Regions from separate parts of the Mus musculus genome. Here regions 1, 2, 4, 5 and 6 are each linked to region 3. A link is a contact called in public ChIA-PET data. All regions are on one chromosome and are shown on one strand. Each heading gives the region's core, a stretch centred on a gene start, on an enhancer-like site or on the middle of the called end of the contact. The rest is flanking DNA. Distances are from core to core; before and after follow the strand shown.

Evidence for each region. ChIA-PET counts read pairs in DNA pulled down with a chosen protein or histone mark.
Region 1: an RNA polymerase II ChIA-PET map of effector CD8 T cells shows a contact between it and region 3, with 10 read pairs. The contact joins the promoter of Perp here to the enhancer-like site in region 3. A contact is called at or near these places in 7 of 39 promoter capture datasets (the 3T3-L1 cell line, 3T3-L1-derived adipocytes, hematopoietic stem and progenitor cells and 3 more), 10 of 484 Hi-C or Micro-C datasets (B cells, CD8 T cells, the G1E-ER4 cell line and 7 more), 4 of 115 datasets of contacts at active chromatin or transcription factors (effector CD8 T cells, pancreatic cancer cells, stem cell-derived neural progenitor cells and 1 more) and 1 of 9 other capture datasets (liver).
Region 2: an RNA polymerase II ChIA-PET map of effector CD8 T cells shows a contact between it and region 3, with 84 read pairs. The contact joins two enhancer-like sites. A contact is called at or near these places in 1 of 15 datasets of contacts at CTCF or cohesin (CD8 T cells), 9 of 484 Hi-C or Micro-C datasets (CD4 T cells, CD8 T cells, LSK cells and 5 more) and 9 of 115 datasets of contacts at active chromatin or transcription factors (CD8 T cells, bone marrow-derived macrophages, effector CD8 T cells and 6 more).
Region 4: a contact with region 3 is called in an RNA polymerase II ChIA-PET map of effector CD8 T cells, with 14 read pairs. The contact joins two enhancer-like sites. A contact is called at or near these places in 4 of 484 Hi-C or Micro-C datasets (Th2 cells, double positive thymocytes, embryonic fibroblasts and 1 more) and 8 of 115 datasets of contacts at active chromatin or transcription factors (CD8 T cells, T-cell acute lymphoblastic leukemia, effector CD8 T cells and 4 more).
Region 5: an RNA polymerase II ChIA-PET map of effector CD8 T cells shows a contact between it and region 3, with 160 read pairs. The contact joins two enhancer-like sites. A contact is called at or near these places in 2 of 39 promoter capture datasets (hematopoietic stem and progenitor cells and hippocampal neurons), 3 of 115 datasets of contacts at active chromatin or transcription factors (cardiomyocytes, effector CD8 T cells and epiblast stem cells) and 2 of 9 other capture datasets (adipose tissue and liver).
Region 6: a contact with region 3 is called in an RNA polymerase II ChIA-PET map of effector CD8 T cells, with 51 read pairs. The contact joins two enhancer-like sites. A contact is called at or near these places in 6 of 484 Hi-C or Micro-C datasets (CD4 T cells, CD8 T cells, Th1 cells and 3 more), 11 of 115 datasets of contacts at active chromatin or transcription factors (CD8 T cells, Th17 cells, effector CD8 T cells and 7 more) and 1 of 9 other capture datasets (embryonic stem cells).

The regions. Positions count from the first base shown.
Region 1 is chr10:18,843,757-18,846,627 of GRCm38.p6, forward strand. It overlaps Perp (PERP, TP53 apoptosis effector), which reads left to right and starts at 1,315. Exons shown (of 3, transcript NM_022032.4): 1 at 1,315-1,650. The coding sequence starts at 1,437.
Region 2 is chr10:18,915,734-18,918,504 of GRCm38.p6, forward strand. No RefSeq gene overlaps it. Among named protein-coding and RNA genes, the nearest start is that of Perp, 72 kb to the left of the region's middle. Within about 2 kb of position 1,483, at least 53 of the 459 cell types and tissues checked have an H3K27ac peak or open chromatin away from gene starts, as enhancers often do. A contact at or near this core is called in CD8 T cells, effector CD8 T cells and group 2 innate lymphoid cells, where this site is marked.
Region 3 is chr10:19,208,591-19,211,290 of GRCm38.p6, forward strand. No RefSeq gene overlaps it. Among named protein-coding and RNA genes, the nearest start is that of Gm40607, 34 kb to the right of the region's middle. Within about 2 kb of position 1,376, at least 57 of the 459 cell types and tissues checked have an H3K27ac peak or open chromatin away from gene starts, as enhancers often do. A contact at or near this core is called in CD8 T cells, Th1 cells, Th17 cells and 6 more, where this site is marked.
Region 4 is chr10:19,528,731-19,531,613 of GRCm38.p6, forward strand. No RefSeq gene overlaps it. Among named protein-coding and RNA genes, the nearest start is that of Gm33104, 43 kb to the left of the region's middle. Within about 2 kb of position 1,566, at least 62 of the 459 cell types and tissues checked have an H3K27ac peak or open chromatin away from gene starts, as enhancers often do. A contact at or near this core is called in CD8 T cells, effector CD8 T cells and memory CD8 T cells, where this site is marked.
Region 5 is chr10:19,611,987-19,614,984 of GRCm38.p6, forward strand. No RefSeq gene overlaps it. Among named protein-coding and RNA genes, the nearest start is that of Il22ra2, 8.5 kb to the right of the region's middle. Within about 2 kb of position 1,370, at least 127 of the 459 cell types and tissues checked have an H3K27ac peak or open chromatin away from gene starts, as enhancers often do. A contact at or near this core is called in effector CD8 T cells, where this site is marked.
Region 6 is chr10:19,504,525-19,507,589 of GRCm38.p6, forward strand. It overlaps Gm33104 (predicted gene, 33104), which reads left to right. Exons shown (of 4, transcript NR_152784.1): 3 at 1,516-1,732; 4 at 2,267-2,794. Among named protein-coding and RNA genes, the nearest start is that of Gm33104, 19 kb to the left of the region's middle. Within about 2 kb of position 1,692, at least 81 of the 459 cell types and tissues checked have an H3K27ac peak or open chromatin away from gene starts, as enhancers often do. A contact at or near this core is called in CD8 T cells, Th1 cells, Th17 cells and 3 more, where this site is marked.

The sequences.
Region 1 (2,871 bases), core at 65-2,564, 360 kb before region 3:
CCTCTCCACAAAACTGTGGAAATTGTATCACAAGAATGAGGACATAATATAAACATATATATATATGCGTGTGTGTGTGTGTATTCCAAAATTATTCATTAAGACACCAGTGGAAACTCATTTGATTGGTAAAAATACGACTTTTCCACACAGGACATAGCTAGCTAAAATATTTTCATTACGTTTGAAAGCCTTTAGGTCCTAACGTTTAGGGCATACGCACCGCACTTGTCCTGTGGGCAATGAACCTTGCTCAACGTGTATGTGCCTCTGCGGTTTTCAGGACTGAAATGCTTACTGGTTTCTGCTAAGTGAAGGCTGGGTAGTGATATTCTTTGGACTCTGAGACAGATCTTCTCAGTGTTCTTAGTCTATGCGTCCTAGTAACTACTTCTGTTGCGAGCGTCTTGTGTAAGAAGGAAATACCACTGAGTGCTTTCCATATCTTTAAACTGACATGAGGTGTCAGAAGATTTCGGGGCACGGGGTAAAAAGTGAATGCTCTGGTTGATCTCTCCCTGGCCACCATTGACCTGGCACTGGGAATTTGTTTCTCTCAGCGCCACTCCTGGCTGATGCCCCACCCTCCCTGCTACAAGTGAAGATTCTTAGGGACAGAAGCTAGCTCAGGATTTGGGGAGGATTTCAGTTGCTTGTGCATGCTGACACGTGCTTATATTTGAAAAAACAAAAACTGTGTAAAGTAGATAGAAAGGGTAGATGTGTGGGGAACACACTAACTGGGGCAAAGGGAACTGAAGTTATCAACACCAAAGCTACCCGGATTAAGAGACAGCCTCCGCAACCTAGAGTGAGCCACTGGGACCTGCTGGTCACCCAGCCTGAACCACCAGAGCACAGAACATTTGCGTGTCTATGGCAGCAAGAGCCAAGGTCCAAAGGTAGATCCGGGCAGGAAGTGTAGGATCTGCCTGTGGAAGCCAGGGACAGACGCTCCCAGGTTTGAACCCACAAGTCCTTACATTTTAGGGCCCATCATTTATTTCACAGGCTATTGGGATGTCCTGGGCACGGTGCTTGGAGCTCAAGTGTAGCCTTAGCCATGCTCCTTACACTGTGTTAATTTAGGGCAGAGCACAGGCTGGCGCTGGAGTGTCCACAGGTGTGTGCGCTGGGCTGGCGGCAATCTGGTGGGACTGCAGGCGGCTGGAGGCACAGGCACGCCCACCCTGGCGACGAGCCCGGGGCGAGCCTGAGCTCTGCCGCCCGGGTGACCCAGCAGGTCGGGGCGGTGCGCTCTGAGTCACCGGAATCAAGGTGTGGCTGGAGCGCCGCTCCCCCGCCGCCAGCCCGGGGGCCGCGTCTTCGGGGGAGCCGCCTCTTCCTTTAGTCGCGGTGTCAGCGCTCGCAGGACCACTCTTGGCCGCTGCTCCTGCCCGGCGTTCCTCCGCTCCGCGCCCGCCGCCACCGACGACATGCTGCGCTGCGGCCTGGCCTGCGAGCGCTGCAGGTGGATCCTGCCCCTGCTGCTGCTCAGCGCCATCGCCTTCGACATCATCGCGCTGGCCGGCCGCGGCTGGCTGCAGTCTAGCAACCACATCCAGACATCGTCGCTTTGGTGGAGGTGTTTCGACGAGGGCGGCGGCAGCGGCTCCTACGACGATGGCTGCCAGAGCCTCATGGAGTACGGTGAGTGGCCGCCGCCTCCGGGAAGCCCTTGGGGGCCTGAGCTGTGGTAGCAGCTGGAGCTGATCTTTAAAAGGTCAGGGGTAGTGGGTGTTTCAAAGTCCGCTTAGAGTTCAAACTTCAGAAGCAGCAGTTTTGGGTGACCCGAATCAGGCTCAACCCTGAAAGACTCCAACTCATTTAAAAGTAAAGTTTCTCAGTTACCAGTGCAAACTGATGCCAGTCATTGCAAAGTACGTATAAAAATAAATAATATGCCAGGGTGAATTCATTTCATTTCATCTAACTTAAACTTTTTTTTTTTAATCTTATGAGAAAGTCCTTTCAGGCCAAGTAGGAGCAGTTATGATTTAGATAGATATTTCAGTATCTTAGCTGTGGAGCTGTTTCATGTTCATTCTTGTTCTGGGGAGTGGCCTTCGTTGAAAAGTGAATGTTAAGGAAGTTTATCTGAGTCTGATTTAAAATCGGAGAAGTAAACACTTCACTGAAGTTGAGTTGCCACTTTTAACACATCGCAGGGAAACTCTGTACACATCGCAGGGGAACTCTGTTTGCCTCTGCCAGGGAAAGGCCCCAAGTACTTGATTTACAAGTTAGTAGTAGTCTTTGAAAAAACAAAACCAAGAAAAGCCTTTTCTCCCTCAAGCAAGTGTCCCTCCTGTTTAGGATGGAGACAGTAGTGACCAGCAGTGTGTAGGGAGCAGTGTGCAGGCTTTACGGGTCAGTTTGCCCCCTTTAAAGGAAGCAAGTTACTTTTTTTGTTTTCATTCATTTTCTAGATTAACCATAACTTGATTCTTTTCCTAAAGCACCCAGGACTTCTGCCAGACGCTGTTTGGTTTGGGTTCTGGCCCTTATCAGCTTTTTCTCCCTGGAAGAACTTCCTCAGACAGGGAGGCAGGCAATAAAAGGAGAAGACTACAGATATTCCTGCTTGTTTTAAAAGGCCTTTGCTCTACCTAAAAACAGGCATAAATGCTTGGCTTACAGGACTTTCTATTGCTTCGAATCTTTTAGTTCTTACAGGCATTGTGCTGCCTTGGAATAACCTAGCTGTTTCTTAAAATGAATTCAAACTCAAGTCTTTCAGGGGCTATAAGAGGTATGCTTGTAGGTTTTTAAAATAGACTTTGGTAATTATAGCTCACTCCAAGGCTGATACAGCCCCAAAGAATACTCAGTAGCAGAAGTTAGCTTGCAGAGGCAGGAGCAGCATTCTTG
Region 2 (2,771 bases), core at 233-2,732, 290 kb before region 3:
GGGAAACTAGAGAGTGGTACCGATGAAGACTTCAGTCATTGTAGCTTGTTGTCCATAAGGACTTCGGTCTTCATAGCTCACATTCACAGAGAACTATGTCACCATAGGAACCTCGGTCATCACAGCTCACACTTCACAGGGCCCTCTGCTGCCATAGTTCACTGCTCATAGGGACCTCAGTCACGATAGCTTACTGTTCACAAGGGCCTTGGTCACTATAGTTCACTGTCTGTGGGGACCTCAGTCATTGTAGTTCAGTGTTCATAGGGATTTCGGTCACCATAGCTCACTCTTCACAGGGCTTTTTGTTGAGATTCTCCTTTAGGCTACAACATCCTGTTCTTGGATGACCTAAAGCCACCGTCTTAGAGGATTTGCCATTCAGTTTTCAATCAAAGCAATTCTGTAAATTCACACTAAAAACGAAGCAAAGGAAGTAGAGGCTACACTTGAGTGAAAGCCCTGTCCATCTGATGCCATCTCCAGAGACAGCATCTCCTCTCCACTTCTCGCACTCCAGTCAGTCTCTAGCCCCTTGTTAGAACAACTGGATCTACTTTCTGGGGTGAGGCAGAGACAGACAGACAGGTAAATAAAAATGCAGAGACACACACAGTGTCTCTGGAGGGAGAGGATGAAAAAAAGGGAGAGGGAGAACCTGGTGTACGGTTGTACCAAATAAGAGGAAAAGGAAGACAGGATGGAGGAGGATTTAAAAAGGATTAAGAGACACAGTGGATTTGCTGATGGGTTGTGGAATGAAAAATGGTTTTCAAGGTCCTCTGAGTTGCTTTGGGGAGTAGTATCATTGTTCATAGTCTCTCTCCCTCCCTCTCTCCCTCCCTCCCTCCCTCCCTCCCTCCCTCCCTCCCTCCCTCCCTCCCTCTCCCTCCTTTCTCCCTCTCTGTCTTTCTCTCCCCCTCTTTGTCTCTGTCTCTATCTGTCTTTCTCTCTCTCTCTCTGTGGGAAAAGTTCCTTGCTATAGAAAAAATATGTATCTGTACCATTATATCAAGTATATTTTACTTTTACCTTTAAAATCTCTCTCTGAGGGTTAGGGGTATAGTATAGTGGTACAGTGTTCATCCAATCACCAGCATTGCCAACAGCCAGTTCCATGCCCCCTTTTGCTAGTCCAGTAAATTTAAAATTAATCAGGGCGAGCTGAAAGGGAGATTCAGGAATCCACAAATCCTATGGAAGAGTTTACAGGCTGTGAACTTACAACAAAGATTTGTTTTAGGCTCAGATTTTTCTGTATTCAATTTGGGAACAAACTATTCCATCTGCCTGAGAGAAATAAAAATCTTAAGGGGAAGGAGTAGCTTTGAACACTGGGACTTTAACCATGAAGAGAGACAATATCAATTATTGCTCGCCTATAGTCAAGCAGGACCCAGTTCACTGTCAGACACTTGAAACAGTCTGAACCCAGCTATTTGGTTGAGTATATAAATTGACCACCAGATGGCAGCATATGATTTTTAAAAGAAACACTACTCCCCTCCCCCCACCTTCCAGCCCCTGCACACCACCCCCACACCTCCAAAGTGTACACAGAGAGGTAGACATCACCCATAGTGAACATTTTTCTTCTTGTTCCTAAAATTGGAATGAAATGAGGAATAACACAGAGAAGTAAGAAACAGAAGGAAAGAAGTAAGCTGAAGGAAACGTGGGAGGGAGAAGATTTAAAAAGAAACTAAAAGAAAAAAGAAAAAAAAGAAGCATATCCAACTAGATGACAGTTCATCACAAACGACAACGGGCGGGCTGCTGATGTAGGAAAGTTCCGAGGGAGGAAACGGTGCTATAACCACAGGCATTCACAGCCTACATGTGTGAGTGAGTACAAGATAGACTCTTGACCTTCTTCTAAAAGCAGCTGTCTCCTTGGGAAACTACAAGAATGAGTTTACATTTTCAACATGTTTTCTTTTCTTTAAGGCTCGAGTTACCTGAATTCTCCATTTGTATTTGAAACTTATTTTAATCAGTGTTCTTCAAGGAGGTCATGCACACTGGATTCCATGGTTGGACATGCAAGTAAGGGAAGTGACTCAAGACAGCAGAAAGTATTCAGACACATACCAACAGGGATGCATCCATGTAATAAAGAGGAAAGACACACACCAACAGGGATGCATCCATGTAATAAAGAGGAAAGACACACACCAACAGGGATGCATCCATGTAATAAAGAGGAAAGACACACACCAACAGGGATGCATCCATGTAATAAAGAGGAAAGACACACACCAACAGGGATGTATCCATGTAATAAAGAGGAAAGACACATACCAACAGTGATGTATCCATGTAATAAAGAGGAAAGACACACACCAACAGGGATGCATCCATGTAATAAAGAGGAAAGACACACACCAACAGGGATGCATCCATGTAATAAAGAGGAAAGGAGAAGGAGCTTTGAGCCAAGAAGCTCATGACCTGAGAGGGATTCTCGGGATCTGTCTCTGACTCTCCACGGACCACAACCACTACCCAAGACCATTCTTCAACTTCTTCAACTACTCTCTCTTTCCTAACTAACTAGTATGTCTCGAGAGTGTAAGATGGGACAGATCTCACATAGTGGTGATAGGCTTGGGCATTGAGGCTTCTTTGAGTAGGGCTTTCTACCTCTACAGTAACGACATCTTGGATTGGATAATTCTTTGTGTACTCTTTCCATTATAGCATAGTTAGTAGCCTTCTGGCTGCCACTTGCTGGATGCCAATAATACACCCCTACCTAGTTTATGGCATCC
Region 3 (2,700 bases), core at 126-2,625:
CTCTCCATCCCCTTGTTTTCTTATTTTTATTCTCAAGTATTTAATCTCTTAATTCCATTGTAAATGAAAGTTTTTAAAAGTATTTTTAAGCTGGTTTTTATCTGTATATATGAAATCCATTGACTCTTTTCACCTGATATTTTAAAACATAATTTTATTGCTTATAATATATAATCCTGATATATTAATTCTTTGAAATTTGCTTAACGCATACAATTTACTCTAACAAACCGAAAAGACTTCCTCATAAAATATATTGCTTTAGTGAGGTGACCTGTAATTACATTATTAATTGTGTGTTGTTTCTAGTAAATGTAACCAGCTATTAAACATAGAATGTTTCTAAAGTTAGTTTAGAATTATCTACCTCAGTGGTATTAACTTTTTATTTCAAGCATGTAATTAAGAAGGCTGACACTCAGGGATGGGTCAGCTCAGGTTCCAGTCAGGCTGCAAGATAGACTCCTCTTTTTTAACAGTAACACTCACTAATTCTCAACAGACACCATCTAAGGGATATCAAACACAGGTGCTTGTTTTCTGAAAAACAAAACAAAACAAAACAGCAGCAATGTTTTCCTCTGTCTTCATAAGTTGCTCTTTCCTTGTTGTGAAAAAAAAATTCTTGAGAAAAGCAACAAGGGAGGAAATTTGTATTTTGACTCCCTTCATATGGTTTCAGTCCTTCAGAGACAGTGTAGAACAGTGTGGTGGGAATGAGTAACAGAGGGTCCTCACACCACTGTGGGACAAGAAGCAAAGGGAATGGGGCTAGAAGCAACGAAGAGAACAGTCTTTCAGAACCTAGTCTTCATGACGTATTTCCGGGACACACTTCTGGAATCTCAAACCCAGACCTCATGAAGTATTTTCAAGATTCAGGTGTCACCTCTAGAGACCATCAGCCAGGAAGCAAGCCTCCATAGCTTGAGCCAGTGGGTCAGAGCATTTCTCCTCTCTTCAGTTCCCTTCAGAGACTCCCATTTACTTCAGCACACCGACCTTTTCTGTGCCACCTAAATTGTCAATACGTATTAATAGACAAGTTCACAATATTTGGAAGTGCCACAACATCCATAAAGGTTTTAGATGAATTATACTATAGCTTTATTCACAGCACTTGCACATATTTATGAAATGGAGTACTGAGAACAACTGTACATCACATAATGTCATTTCTGTCAGAGACAGACCACACTCATGACAGTGGCAGGCAGCAGCTTCGGGTTTGTGGTGTCACCACATAGCTTGAGGACATTATTTTCACATGTGTCTAATTTGGTCTCACATTAGTTTCTTCATCATGACACAGAAACTGGCTGCTAACATTGCCAGTAAGAGACCCATGGAGTGAACTGAAAACAAAACTGAAAGTAAAAATCAGTGGTTTGCATTGCTCATCAGGTGGGCGTGTCATGGTCTACTTCAGCTGTGACCCTCCAAGAACAGGAGCAAAATGATAACAGCTATTTAAAAATCTGCTTCATGAAGGCAGTGACAGCAGCAACATCCCAGAAGAAACTATCAGCTATGGAGATAGTATCAGTGACCTGTGTAGATTACAAATAGTGAAGCCCTTTTCCTCTAGCCACTATGATGATCAAGAGCGAAAGGCTTGTTTGTAATGTTCACTGAAAAGGCTAGATGGAACTATGATAATGTGTTTGCTGCAAGCTCTGGGTAGTTCTTAATGACTTCAGAATCATTTACAGTCTGAAACTGAGTGAGTGATGGGTCTGTACATACAGGCGTGTGGTACTTAGGCCTTTACCACTTAGGTCTGTGTGAGTTCAGATGTGCATTTGCACCATGGCAAGACAGCAAACTTAACTGCAAATTTCTCCGAAGGCTCTCCTATTGCCAAGAGACATGTGAGTGTACACGTGCAAGTTACTCCATCGTAGACAGCGTTTTGTACAGAGATAGATTTAGAGCCTTTGTAAGAGCTCCTTACATGCCTCTTCTCTGGAGGCCCCAAAGTACAGGCTGATTACACTTGCCCTGCATGATGACCTGAGTCTATCCCACAGCATTATTAGAAACCAGTATGGCTGTAACACCTAAATGTTCCTGTAAGACCATCTTTCCTATGTATTACATACACCTTCTTTTGAAAGTTTTATACGTGAAGCTGGAGAGATACTCAGTGGTTAAGAGTATATGCTGGACAGCCTGGGACAGGATCCTTTCAGTTTCAGTCTGCAGCAGGAGCTGATACTGTGCCACAGCTCTCCATATCCAAATAATGCCAGGAGAAAGCTGGTCTCCCAGGAGTGCCCAAACATCTGTGAGCACAGGTAAAACCACCCCTTTTGCTCAAATTCTTGACCCAAGAGGGACCCACCCAGAGCCATCAGGACACAGGAACCAAGGAACAGGCAGAGACAGTTTCTATCTGCATCTCAGAGCTGACCCTGTGCCACAGCTCTCCATACCTAAATTCCTCCCAGAGAGAACTGGTCTCCCAGGAGTACTGACACATGGGCTTTCAGGAGGGACAAGCCACAGTCAAAGACAGCAAAACCAGCTAACATCAGAGATAACCAGATGTTGAGGGGTAAGGGCAAGAACATAAGCAATAGAAACCAAGGCTACTTGGCATCATCAGAACCCAGTTCTCCCAGCACAGTGAGCCCTGGATACCCCAACATACCAGAAAAGCAAGACTCTGATTTAAAATCACATTTCATGATGACAATA
Region 4 (2,883 bases), core at 316-2,815, 320 kb after region 3:
TGAAATCTGCCTCATTTGCTTAAATCAGCCCTCTGGAATAAGGTGGTAGAGGGAGATATTAGTTTCCAATCCCTCTCCTGCTCGCCTGGGGAGTCTGCCTGCATGAGCACCTGTTGTGTTTCTTCAGTTTTAGTGAAATCCATTGCATACTGTGCCTAAGATTCTTCCTGATCAAGAATTGCAGAGGGATACAAGTCTGTTATAACAGGGCCTATCTCGTGCTTCCAGTGCTTCTGTGTTTGTCAGGTGGAACACAGTCTGACTGAATGTTAGTGAGCCAGCATCCGATCTAGACTTTCTTTAAAGCCAACAATTCTCTATCCTGCCATACGACTTAAACAAATATTTATAGTGTACTTTATCAAAAGATACTTCGGCTATCAAAGGATAGCTTAACAAGCTCAGTAGAAAATGTATTTTTTACAGTGTAAATAAGTAAGTTTCATTATAACTATATCCATACACGCAATGGAGAACTTTCTAGTCAGAGAAACTAAGTATTTATTATCTAGTTCCTAATTAGGCTTTCAATATCAGTGGAGAGTTTTCAGTGGTTTGATATGTTTTGTTTTTCAAAAGAATTACCTAACACATAGCTTTTATTCCATTAAAATCCCTTAAATGGAACAGTGAGAAGGAGGAGGAGAAGGAAAAGGAGAAGGGGGAGGAGGAGAAGGAAAAGGAGGGGGAGGAGGATGAAGAGGAGGAGGAGGGGAGGAGGAGGAGGAGAAAGGAGAAGGAGAAGGAGAAGGAGAAGGAGAAGGAGAAGGAGAAGGAGAAGGAGAAGGAGAAGGAGAAGGAGAAGGAGCAGGAGAAGGAGAAGGAGAAGGAGAAGGAGAAGGAGAAGGAGAAGGAGAAGGAGAAGGAGAAGGAGAAATCTGTGATGATAAGGCAGACCCGTAAAACTGGTGGTCATCATCATCTTGCATCTTGGTGAGGGCTCGGAGTTGTGATGCCTTCCATAGAGAAAGAAATAAATGATTAAACCGTACCTTGAAGGATAATTAGGTATCGTTCAAGTAAAAAAGAAGAGGTGAACAAGAAGTACACAGAGGCCATAAGGTAAGGAGGGGACACTGGTAACAGATGTTAGCTGAGTCATAACCTCAGGGCAGGGCTGACTCAGCCACAGAAAACTCAGGCTCAGAATGTGAAAGGTGAGGAGTTCAGAACATGGCGAAAACCATCTCTTTAGACTTCTTAAAATCATTTGACTCAAATCAGGAATTCTATAAAGTCATTAATTCATCTAAAAGGCATTAATTCATGAAAGTTCATCTTCATGTCAATCTGCAGCTGAGCAAGACACCGAGCTGTCTCCAGGGTGCTCTTGCCCACTGTAGCTCTTCCTGCCTGGTGTCCAACAGTCTAGAACTTGGTGCTCAATTGCTTAGGAAAAACAAAGGAGGGGGTTTTGTGTCTGAATTCTATGAAAGGAGTAGTGTTATGACAGGAAAGTGGGGCTGGAGCCTAGACCAGAACACTAACATGTAAAAGGACCTAGCTGACAGGAAGACCCAAGCCCCTCCTCACCGGGGCTTCACGCAGCTAATAGAGTATGCACAATTCAAACACGACACACCACAACCTCAAGAGCAGGTGTGCTTATAAACACCCTATAAGAAGTTCACACAGTGTATGGCCCACTTCCTGAGCACGTGTTCTTCCGTTGGCTCACTAGCCTACTTCTGTCTCCGAAGGCTTGTCCTTTTCTTAATAAACCATCTCTATGTGGCTATGATGTGTCTCTAGTCCAGTTCTTTATTGCAGCACACACAAATCCAAATATTTCAGCAAATTCATTTTGCCTGTTGCCTAGGGACTCAGATCCCCATCTACCCATGGCCACTGAGATAGAAGCCTGGATGTGTCAGTCAAACCATGAGTAGTAGATACCCTGAAAGGCTCTTTACTATTAAATTTATCCAAGCTAATCCATTTCAAAATAAGACATTGAACAATGCTAGTGAGTGAGTTCTTCAGAGAAAGCATGAGAAAAGAAAACAGTAATAGACCATGGTAGCAGTGGGTGTTAAACTCATGAAGAAAAAGAGACAGAACGTGAGCTTGAGCCTGGTTGGGGTATAGCTTGGTAGTAGAGCACTTGCCTACCATGGGTTTCAATCCCCAGAAAAGATGAGCTTACAGAGGATTCTGAAATTTAGGCAGAGATATGCGTGAGGAACAGAGAGAACTCTCTAAACCTACATAATCCCCTGAAGTCACTCAATTAAAAACCAAGTTATTATATTGGATTATCTAAAAGTAAAAATCCACTTACATTTAATCTTCAGAAATAACTCACTCATTATGCATTCAAGTCTCCACAGAGGGATTTGCAAGCCAAGGACAGTGGCCCAGAAAAGCAAAACCTACCTCTTTCCTATTACAAGTGCACACTCACAAATCTGCAAGAGTTTGCAAAGGCAGCTTTGAACACCTCTTTCAACACCCAGCTTAAAAGTATTCTGTAATATGGTCAATTAAAAGCTGCTTCTCTCTGAAGAATGGCAGGACTCCCAGCTCTGTGTGTGGAAACCCCGGCTCTGTGCTACAGTTGTTGTTGTTGTTGTTGATGTTGTTGTTGTTGTTGTTGTTGTAAACTACATAAGGCATGATTGCCCCGCCACCACACACTTAGGTTATCAAAGCTTGTCATGGTACCTGTTACAAAGCATGAGTGGGTGCTTAACTTTTTTCAGCCTAATTTGTTAACTCATCACTCAATAAATAGCTGATAGATGATGAAACACCTCTAGAGTATGTGACACACTAAGATAAATTCAACAGGAACAGATATGCATGAGCCCCACCCTCAAGGAATTCCCAGGCTATTAGCAAGGGCTGCAATCAGAACACAGTTAGAGCAAATATTCGTGTACT
Region 5 (2,998 bases), core at 120-2,619, 400 kb after region 3:
CATTCATTAGTCAGTTCTGTGTGTGTATCACAGTTTTAATCTTTAAAGCTTTCTTCTAGTGTATATTAGAGCTCTCAGCATTGTGACAGACGCCTGAGAGAAACAACTGATGGGAGAAGAGATGTATTTGGGCTCACGGCTTTGGAAGTTTCACACCATGGTCAGCAGTCACCGTTGCTTTTAGGTGTGTGGTAAAACAGAAACATCAGGACCAATGGACATGCCAAAATCACGTCATGACATCCAGGAAACAGAAAAATAGCAGGATGGGCCAGAGTAAAAATAGACTGTTCACACCCATGCCGTCCAATGTCGCCCCTACGCTCCAGTTCCAGTGTTGTTTACTCAATAGACTAACTCATCAGTGGCTTAAGACGTTAGATCTGAGCCCCAGGCTCTGTTCATCTGTGGGAAAGCCCTCAGCTACTGAGGAGTGCGCTTCACTAGTCTAGGCATCTTTCTACTGATTTTTTGTAATAATTGTTTTTTGTTTTGTTGTGTTTTGTTTTTTTTTTTAATTATCTATGTATACAAGTACATTGTGGCTATCTTTCAGACATACCAGAAAAGGGCATCAGATCCCATTACAGATGATTGTGAGCCACCATGCGGCTGCTGGGAATTGAACTTAGGACCTCTGAAGAGCAGTCAATGCTCTTAACCACTGAACCATCTCTCTAGCCCCTAGCTGTTTTGGGGGGCTTTGTTTGTTTGTTTGTTTGTTTGTTTTCTAAGGTCAACTATAGACTTACAGACTTTTTTTTCTTTGCCAGATTCCACCCCTTCCCCCATTTGAAGTTCTTTGGGGATTTGAATCAGCATTCTATCACTATAATGCTTACTAATAATGACTAATTTTCCATAGTTAAATGCTCTTCAATACAAGTCTTTTATGTCCCTTATTCGCTTTAGACATCCTAAGCACAGGGTATTTCTTACTACGTTTATTTTTAGCATGCTGTTCTATGTTTTGTGTTGACAAATGGAATATTCTCTCATATTGAGGTTTATGAATGGCTTCATGTTTAAACAGAAATACTATCACATCAAGTCATCTAAGCCTTTTCATGGTTTCTGACTGGCTTCCCCAGTGAGTATTTGCGCTTTCACAGGTTAGAGCCTTTGCTGGGTGCTGTCCTCTTACCTCAGGGCAGCTCCCCTGGGGTTCCAGTACAGAGCACAGCCAAGCCATTGCTTCACCCAGCCTTGCCTTGTAACCATACGCCTGTCTACTCAGTCTGCACTTCATCTCTCTCCCTCCTTGCTCCTTTTCACGGTAACTCAGCATAAAAGTGGCAAAACAGCGGCTGCTATCTTGCCTTGAAATTTCCTTCACTGAGCAGAGTCTGTTACTTTAAAACAGCCTGTCTCAAGGTCTCAGGAAACGGGCAAGAGGAAGCCAGATTCTATGCCACATTGTAACCTCATGAGCCAGCCCCCAACAGCCTCCAGTCTCTCCTCCTAGTCTTCCAAACTCCCACCACAGCTGTTGAGCTGTTTACAAGTTTCTAAGGGAGTTTTCAGCCTGGATTCTCAAACTCTTCCATAATCCTCTCACAGACGCTCTAAAGACCATAACAGTCATACCAACACCCTCATAACAACACCACTCTCAGTACCGACTTAGTGACAAGCATGAATTACTTGTGTTGTAGATTAGGCGCTCTGCCAGCCTGACTTTGGGCAACTCAGCCACAGCCACTTAAGTAACTCACCACTGTCAGGGGCTGTGCCTTTCCACCATGCAATAGGAGAACCTTTTAAAGTGTGCTGGCCACCCCAGATCTCTGTGGGCATCTTGCTTATTCATTCTGTCTGTATCTGTTTCTGTCTCCATCTCCCTGTCTGTTTTCTATCTGTCTGTCTGCCTATTTGTCTGTCTGTCTGTCTGTCTGTCTGTCTGTCTCCCTGTCTGTCTCCCTGTCTACCTGTCTGTCTCCCTGTCTGTCTGCCTGTCTGTCTGTCTGCCTGCCTATCTTCCTGTCTGTCTGTCTGCCTATCTTCCTGTCTGTCTGTCTCCCTGTCTGTCTGTCTGTCTGTCTGTCTGTCTGTCTGCCTGTCTGACTGACTGTCTGACTTTCTGTCTGTCTGCCTGTCTCCCTGCCTGTCTCCCTGTCTGTCTGTCTGCCTATCTTCCTGTCTGTCTGTCTGCCTGTCTCCCTGCCTGTCTCCCTGTCTGTCTGTCTGCCTATCTGACTGACTGTCTGACTGTCTGTCTGTCTGTCTGTCTGTCTGTCTGTCTGTCTGACTAGCTGGTTCATGCCCCCACTCTGAGACACCCTTTCAATCTCCTCTGTCTCCCAGCAGATGTCTTGCCTTCAGCCTATTCTGTGGCATGATCTCTGAGTATCACACCTTGGCCCCAAACCACCAGGGTACCTGGACAGAAGCGGATTTGGGAGAGAGTGTTTGCTTGGCCTACAGGTTGAGAGGTTACATCCCCGTCACGGAAAGCTTAGTGGGAAGAGCTGCAAACACTGAGTGATAGTTGGGAAGCAGGAAGGTTAATAGAAGGGTCAGGGGCAATTTAAAACCTCAAGTTCCACCTCCAGTGACCCACTTCCTCCAGCAACCCCCACCTTCCTACATTATACAACTTCCCAAACAAAGTGACACCATCAGGAACTGCAGGGACTTTCAGTATGATGGAGCCAAGGTATGGTTAAGGGGCAGGCTTTTATTGTAGACATGAGGGAGAACACAGCCAGAGGTGTCTCCACAGCAGGGAGGGAGGGAGGGAGGGAGGGACGGAGGGAGGGAGGGAGGGAGGGAGGGAGAGAGAGAGAGAGAGAGAGAGAGAGAGAGAGAGAGAGAGAGAGAGAGAGAGAAAGAGAAAGAGAAAGAGAGAGAAGAGGATTGAACAGCATTATAAGGAGAGATTGGCAGTGTGCAGGGCTGGGAGAAGGTTGGGATTCAGGGTAAACCAGAAGAACTGAGAAGAGCCAGAATGCCAGCATAGACTCTACAACAGGTACTTGTGACAGTGGGAGAGCGTGGA
Region 6 (3,065 bases), core at 442-2,941, 300 kb after region 3:
ACTTACTATCTGTCTTCAAGGAGCTGACAAGGACTTTGAGGTTTTACACAAAGAACAAAGACAAAGAGGGGGTTGAGGAGCCGATAGAGCAGAGCCTTGGTCTGGCCACTGGGTTGATTGCTATCTCAGGTCTGGTTCTTCGAGGTTCAACTAGCTCAGGGGAAATCGTTAGCATGTTGGCTGCCATGCAACGAAGAACAGTTTCACCTTAGGGTGACCTAGTGCCCAGCTCTCCATTCCTAGAAATGACTCCCAACTCATCAGGAAAGCAGCACCTCAGAGAGGCAAGGCAGAGTCAGACACAAAGTGGAACTCGGTCACTGTCTGGGCTTGCCTTCAATCGTAATTGTTTTTAAAAGTCCTCCAGAGGAGGAAAAGTAAATTTCAAAGATTCACAAGGAAAGAAACCACAGGGGTCACCATGATGGAGCAAAACTGAAACAGTCCTCTGAGTTTTTTTAATTCACTTAGAACTTTTACAGAGTGTCTGCTGAACACCAGTTCAAGTGCTGGTCTAGCTCAGATAGAATCCAGATACTCTATTTTACATTCATTCTCTCTCTCTCTCTCTCTCTCTCTCTCTCTCTCTCTCTCTCGGTGTGTGTGTGTGTGTGTGTGTGTGTGTGTGTGTGTGTGTGTGTAGATCACAGCTACCCAAAGATTTGAAGAATGAGAAGATTTTTTAACACCAGAAACACTTTTAATAAGAATCCCCCGTACTTCCAAAAAGTAGTTCTTTGGATATTCATGGTGCTTTCTATCTCATTCCTTGTCCCTCTCCTCTCTCTTTTAAAGTATGCAATTTATTGGTTTTAAGCAAGGACACTCAGACAGATGACACCCTAAAATATGTTTTTGACTTCAACCTACTAAGTGTTAGAGGAGCTACAAATGCAAGGATCACCTTCCCCAGGAGTTCTCTCTTCTACCCAAATAGCAGATCTGTCAAGGAAGAAGCTATCTTTGGTCCTCTTATTGAAGCCTTATTAACCAAGCAAGATGAAATCTAAACCATATGAGAGAATGAAAATTAAACAGCATCTCCAGGGCCCAGAGACGGGAGCAAACTCTCCCTTCTGTAACTTGCTTTTTGGTCATGGTATTTCATCATGGCAACAACAACAAAAATTATCTAATATAAATCAATGAACTGATCAGATGATAAACAGATGATTGATAGATAGATAGATAGATAGATAGATAGATAGATAGATAGATGATAGATAGATAGATGATAGATAGATATATAGATAGATAGATGATAGATAGATGATAGATAGATAGATAGATAGATAGATAGATAGATAGATAGATAGATAGATAGATAGATCGACAGATAGATAGATAGATAGGAAAGATACCCACAGTCTGGGCCCTGTAGAGAGGCTCATATATTTCTTACTTAAGTACATGACAGAACATCAGTGAAGTTGGAAAGTATCTTATAATGAATTGAAACCTCCGGCAAACTTCAAAAGTTAAAATGAAACCTGTTTTTCTCTTTCCAACTCCCAGGCAACTTGCTCCCTAATGTGGGACTATCTGCTCCTCGCCGGCCTGCTATTGTGTGTCACTTAACAAGCGTCCAGGCTTGTCACCATGCCTCACATTGACATCTGTCAGCACCCTCAGTCCCTTACATCATTCATAACCAACAGACGTCCTTGTGGTTTCACACTGACCCAGCCCAATTCTTAGTAAAACCGCTTCCAGTTGACACTGGTGCTGAATGGTAAGAAGTCAGAACAGAACACAAACAAACCAACATCAAGGTGTAATTGATGCTCTCACTAGCTGATGAGGAGAAAAATCTTGATATAGCATTCTCATTGTAGGATTTCCAAAACTCTGTTGAAAATAGTCATGATTTCTTCCTGGAAAGGAATAGAAAGGCTCTAGATGTCTTGTGGAGTCAGCATGATGTGACACTTACAGGTTCTACTTATTTGGAGACAGTAGAAATCAGAGAGAAGGAGAAAGGGAAAGAGGGAGAGAGGGAGGGAGGGAGAGAGGAGGAAGGAGGGAAGAGGAAGAGGAACAGAGAGAGGAGAGCCCATAAGCTTGCCAAATCTCAGCTTTCCTTCCCCTTTCCTCTGTGCCTGCCCAAACCAGCTTTAGCCTGAATAACATTTGAGACCTGGCTTCTGGGAGCCCTGCCCTAAGCTGTTATGTAATTGCAGGGTGTCCTGGCTGGGAAGCAAGGGTGCTTCAGGCTTTCTGCTAACTCCAAAGTCCCATTTATTTCTGGTCCTGTTCTCCTCTCCAGGAAGAAACACACCAGGTCCTTTAGCTGTTAGAAACTCTGGAATCTCTCTGTGGATCTCTTCTCCCTTTGATGCTGAGCAGTTTGATCCTTCTCCTGACCTCTGAACTCCAACCCTTGGAAGAACTTGTCCCCCTTTCTAATCACCTTCTTCTGTACATCTTCAACATTTTCCTTCCAAACCATACATCCCTGTGAGGAGTGGGTGTGGCAGCAGTCTCAAGATGGCACCCGGGACTGCAGCCAAGTCTTATGACTTGCACCTGACTTCCTCATACACCTGAAAATAAGCCACGACCATCGCGAGAACTGCGCAGGTGCACCATGATGCAAGATCGGACCATATGACGAGTGATGATTCTGGTCAATGAACTGTTGTTACGTGGACTGGGCTGATGGGGTGTGGTTGAGAGGATATATAAGGGATTGCGATTGGGGGTGGGTTGTTGTTTTTTCCTGGAGAGATTGATTTCTGGAGAGAGATTCATGCATGATGTTGAAAGGTTCCTGAATAAACTGCTTTGAGAAGTACGTAGTGTCGCTCTTTTCTGCTGGTTGGAATAGGAGGCGACACATCCCATATAATTAAAGGCCTTAGAGTGTGGGAGTCTCTTTTCACATTTAAAGAAACACTGTTTATTTGAGACAGGGTCTGCTGTAGCTATGGCTGGCCACAAACGTACTACAGGGACAAAGACGACCTTGGACTTCTGATCCCCCTGCCCTCACCTCCTAGATTCTGAAGGTAAATCCAGGATTGCAGGCACGCATGCTCTGTCGAGCCCGTTTTATATACTGCTGA